2 separate regions of the Hordeum vulgare genome follow, and region 2 is linked to region 1. A link is a contact called in public Hi-C data. All regions are on one chromosome and are shown on one strand. Each heading gives the region's core, a stretch centred on a gene start, on an enhancer-like site or on the middle of the called end of the contact. The rest is flanking DNA. Distances are from core to core; before and after follow the strand shown.

Region 1 (2,700 bases), core at 153-2,652:
TTTTTCTGAGTTTCTAATTTTTGTTCTTTCTTCATTTTTTATTTTACTTATTACTTGATAGTTTTTATTTTAACTTTAACTTTCTTTTTCTTCTCTTTTCTCCTTTTCATTAATGTTCAAACTCACAAATATTTTCAGTGTATCATTTTTTAATGAATTTTTGAACATTTATGACAAATCTGATAACATTTTTCTTAACTCATGCACATATTTAAATTTCTCCACATTTTTTTACAAATTCATGAACATTTGTTGAAATTGCAAGAAAACACTGTAACCCGTGAGTATTTTTTGAATCATTGATTGTTTGAAATTTCTGATATTTATAAAAAATCACGAACATTTTTTCGTTTGGAATTTTTTTCTATATTTTTTAAATTTGGGTGTTTTTTTGAAATCCATGACAATTGTTTTAATTCATGAATATATTTTAATGAGTGAAATTTTTTTGAATTGATGAATATTTTTCGTACGGACAATTTTTTTTTCTGTATATTTTTTAAATTTACGAACATTTGTTCAAATGCATTTACAGTGTTCATATGGGCCCATGTATGCGAAATTCTGAGGAGGGGGGAGGGGTGGAGAAAGAATTCATTTTTTCGAGACAAAAGGGAGAAATAAATGGGAGCTCCTATGCAGAACTGCAGGCGCCCGTTAACGATCCGGCACCTAAAGCGCCGCTGGCCTGGGCTGGCCCATTGGAGTGCTGCCCAGTTTTTATTTTTTATTTTTTGTTACGAAATTAAAAATATGAAATCAGAAAAGGTTTACAGATTTACAGAAATAAGGTTCATCCATTTGAAAAAAAGGTCATATCTTTGAAAAAGGTCCATCAATTTTGAAAAAAGTACATCAATTTTAAAAAAAGTTCATTGAAAATGAAAAAATATCGTCAATTTAGGAAAAGTTAATTAGATATTTAAAAAGTTCAATAAATTTGTAAAATGTTCATAAGAATTCAACGAAAGTTCATGTATTTATAAAGAAGTTCGTTGAACTGAAAAAAGTTCATAAATCTTAAAGAAAATCATCCATTTTCAAGAATATGTTCATACAAATTAAAAAATTCATCAGTATTCAAACAATTTCATCAATCTTAAAAATATTCGCTGAAATTAAAAAATGTTCATCAATATTCATATAAATTCATACAATTTTCAAAAAAAGAATCAAACGACGCCTATATGGGCCGGCCCATTCACAAGGCCACAGGCGCCAGTTAACAAAAATGCAAGTTAACTGATGCCTGTGGTGCTAAATAGGAAATGCCGAAATAATTAGTTGGATAGATTTGTAAAACGTTTGTCCGTTGGTGTAGGATTATTGCGTTTAACTCAGTCCTGAGAGGCCGAACTAAAGCCCATGAAGCCCGTGCCGGGGTAGTCGCCCACCCACCGAAGCACTTGGGCTTCCCGATCGGGTCCCTTCCTCCTCCGCTCACCATCCGAATCCACCAACGCAGAGGAGTGGAGAGAGAAACTCCGGAGAAGAAGAAGGAGCGGCTGCGGCGGCGAGGTCGATGTCGACGACGGCGGGGTACCTGGCGCGGCGCGCGGGGCAGAAGGAGCGGGTGCGGCTTCTCTACCGCCGCGCGCTCAAGGACACCCTCAACTGGGCCGTCCACCGCCACCTCTTCTACCAGGATGTGAGCGCCCCTCTCCCCCACCATCCCCCGATCTCCCCGCCCCTTCGCGGATCTGACCCCGTGTTCCCCCCCCCCCCCCCCCCCCCCCGTGCAGGCGTCCGAGCTCAGGGACAAGTTCGAGGCCAACAGAAATGTGGTAAGACTGGCGATTCGCGTCTCCCCCCTTTCTCTACGATTCGCATCTGACGCCGATCCCCGTGGTGTTCTGATGGATTTCCTGTGTGTGTGTGTGTCGCAGGAGAACCTGGACGTGATCGATAGGCTCATCGAGGATGCGGAGGCACAGCAGAGGAACTTCCAGCACCCGGATCCTTACATTGGTAAGCCTTGAAATGGTTTCGCCCTTCGTTCCTGCTGTTGGTGCCTCTGTTTGTGGACGCGATGCTGCGATGTAAATCATGTAGCGTGATACGTGCAGTTGTCTCGGTAGGCTGTTGAACATTAAGTATCCGATCATTCAGTCGGGAATGTTTTTTTAACACTCAGGACCGATGAATTTCTATTGTTTACTGAAGCTGCGAGCTCATGCCTGCATTTTTTTAGTGATTGATTGCTTGCAGACATGTTTTGTCATCACGTAGTTCATCACATTATCATGTTCTTCCATTTTGCTGGTTTGTAAAACTACTTATTAGCTTTCATTTATAGAGGAGTGTCCTCCTCTCTTAAGAAATAATTCAGGTTATCTTAGGGTGCCAATATTTGTTTGAGGCGTGAGCTGTGTTGTTTAGTCTCAACTAACCACTGTAGTGAGTAGTGACATGATCTTCATATCTTAGTCAGTGTTAACCTTCACTGCAAACGTAACATTCTCAAGCCAGAGATGTACAGACTTTTTACATATTCATTTCAGGGGAATGCTAATCTGATTCAGGCCAAATTTTATTTACCATCAGTTTGTTCTTGAGAATAGAGGCTGCTTCAGCTTTATGATACACATTCTGTTCTGCAGAATAGCATTTTTTAGAAAAATAAATAAATAATGTTGTGCATACTTTTGATTCATAATCGATAGTTAATGTGCTTAGGCTTTAGATTAAAGTGAGAAACTG
Region 2 (2,700 bases), core at 10-2,509, 200 kb before region 1:
AATTAGACAAGTACGTAAATTTCCCATATTCCCATTCGCGCAAGACTCGGTGAGAAATCTAAGAGTGATCCTAAAATTTAGAGAGTAAAAAAGGAATCACCAAGGTGCTCCTATCATTCAATCTCGATCATTCAGATCATCAACGGGTACGATATATTTCCCTTACTAGCTACGCAATGGCACGAAATGCATGGCGGTTACGGCAACGGAAACGGATTAAATTTGAAAGGAAAAAGAATCCCAGAGATGAAGATTGAGATCAGTATAGCACCACAGGTCCCTCACCTTAGCTTTGGAGATGATCTTGACGGCGACGGTCTGGCCCTTGTACTCGCCCTTCTTCACGACGGCCGAGCAGGTGTGCCCGAAATGGCCCCTCCCCACCTCCTTCCCGAGCTCGTATTTGGCCCCGAAGTTTTTCCCGAATCCGAACGTCTTATCCAATGGCCTTTCCGCTTCCGCCCCATCCGCGACGGCCCCAGGGCCAGGGCCGGCAGCAACCCCGCCTTCCTCCGGTATCGGCCCCTCCTTGGGCTTCCCTCCGCCCAGCCTCTTGGCGAGCGTGGCCTTGATGTGCTTGGCGGGTGAGGGCGGCGGGAAGGGGCGCTTGAAGAAGCGCCTGGGCGTGGACCTGGCGGGCGAGGGCGACACCCCGGCCGGCAGCGGGCTGGTGCCCCCCGCGGGGTACGGGCTGGGCCAGGCGACCCCGGGCGTCTGGTGCACGGGCGTGGTCGATCCGGACTTGCGGCGCCTCGGGATCCCGGCCGAGGCGGCCGGCGCGGGGTGCCGCGGCGGCGGCGTCTGCGGCGCAGCGCCGTTGGCCGGGGGCGGCGAGTGCGTCTCCGCCACGACCCCGAAGTCGTCCTCCCCGGCGGCGCCGCGCGAGGACGCGCCCTTGCCGTAGCACTGCCCCATGGCCGGGCCCCCGCCTCGGCCTGCCGGAGGCGGAGGACCGCTCGGGCTAGGGTTAGGGTTTGGGGCCCGGCGAGCTCGCTAGCTAGCCCGGACACGGCCGCACCGGCGCGCGCGGGATGAGGGGGCGCGGGTCGTCGCCCTCGTCGCGAAGGCGGAAATGTGGGGACGAAGAGGGGGAGGGGAGGAGCGAGAGAGGGAAAATGGCGTCGCGTTTCTCTCTCCTCGCCCCTCGGGTAACAGCCGGGAGAGGCGAGCGAGGGAGGCGACTGCGAACCCGGCTCCCCGCCAGGGGGCGGAACGTAAAAAGGCCGGGCGCGAGGGAGAAAGTGAGATCTCCCCTCGCTCGCTCGCCCGCTCGTACGGGGAGGAGGAAATTCAAGCGCGGCGCCTTTCTGGTCCGTGGGGCCGCGTCCGGGCGGGGGCCCCGCCCGTCATCGGCGTACCGCGGCCGTGCGTGGAAAATTCGAAAGGAGGCGGACGGGAAAGGCAAGCGAGGAGGTGGCGGTAGTAAATGCGGGGTGAGTGACAGGTGGGGCCGGGGTGGTGGGGGCGTTTGGTGTTGCGTGCGATGCGACGGTGGCCGTGTGAGGGTGAGGGCAGTTGGTGCCACCGTTGTCCACTTGTACCCGTTTCATCACAGCGCGAGACCTGCCCGTTTTCAGTGTAGGAGTGGGTGATTCAAGCAGGCCGCTTTTAATGGATTTTAGTGTTGCCTTCCTGGTTTTTAGGTCATCTTTTCTTTCTTTGCGCTGCTTTTGTTTTCGTTTGTCTGATTGATTGGAAGTTTGAAAAACGAAAAGCTAACATTCATGTCGGCCCAATAATGCTCCCACATAAATGTTTACAGTCATATATGGTAGAGTATTTTTTTCTTCATGGATTACCAATGTTCTTTTTTTTTTTGCAGGGTGGGTTCAATGTAGGGTGTGTTTTTTTTTTGCTTGCATATGTTGATGTTTGTTGCAGGATTTACAATTTGGTTCCGAGCTGGTTGCGGATTTCATTGAGAGGCCACAACTTTTTAACGAAGGTCACGTGCTGCTGCGCGTTAATGCAACCGATTGACATGTAGATGTAGTTCAAAATTTGTGGATAAAACCTCCAAACAAGAATGGAGTCATTGCATGCATCTTCTGTCGTGAGTAGGGATGTAGAGCGGTGTCCGATCAGCCCCGCTTCAAAGCAAAAATATCTTAGCTTAGTTATAATTCTTTTAGTTAGATTTAGTTTAGTTTAAACTAACATTATATTTATGTGGGCTTATGCGAGATGCCCGCCTACATCCCTAGTCATGAGAAGACAGACAACGATGGCAATCACCATTACAAGGGCATTGTGAACAGACGTAGGAATCACTCCAACAAGCCAGCCATGACATCGATTTGTGATTATAGCTGCTGCAATGGGTAGAGTTTATGTAATTAAATGATACATAAAATGTATGACTTTTAAAGAAAATACACTTTCTATTTTGAAACAAAGTGAGTTTACCCAACAACCTCCATGATGCAACACCCTTCTAATATTGGTGAAAGCGTGTGGACTGAACTTGTAAAAGTAACATTACAGCAGTTACCTTTTTATTATATATTATTTCCATGTTAAAATAGTGCATATTGACATTGAATTAAGTCAAACTTTTTTCGTTGCAAAAAACAAAGTTATGTTGAACTTTGTTAACTTTGACCAAATATATAGAAGATTTATCGATATTTACAATAGCATGTTAATATTACAAGATTCAACATAAACTATATTTTATTTACTACTCATTGTATATCATGG

The links. A called contact is a pair of places that touch in the nucleus more often than the background predicts.
Region 2: a contact with region 1 is called in a Hi-C map of seedling, with 6 times the contacts expected there. The contact joins the promoter of LOC123409699 here to the promoter of LOC123411276 in region 1. A contact is called at or near these places in 5 of 6 Hi-C or Micro-C datasets (leaf and seedling) and 1 of 1 datasets of contacts at active chromatin or transcription factors (embryo).

What each region holds. Positions count from the first base shown.
Region 1 is chr7H:536,311,275-536,313,974 of MorexV3_pseudomolecules_assembly, reverse strand. LOC123411276 (NADH dehydrogenase [ubiquinone] 1 beta subcomplex subunit 9) reads left to right here and starts at 1,402. Exons shown (of 5, transcript XM_045104208.1): 1 at 1,402-1,648; 2 at 1,743-1,784; 3 at 1,887-1,968. The coding sequence starts at 1,523.
Region 2 is chr7H:536,514,459-536,517,158 of MorexV3_pseudomolecules_assembly, reverse strand. LOC123409699 (CDPK-related kinase 3) reads right to left here and starts at 1,259. Exons shown (of 11, transcript XM_045102562.1): 1 at 286-1,259. The coding sequence starts at 915.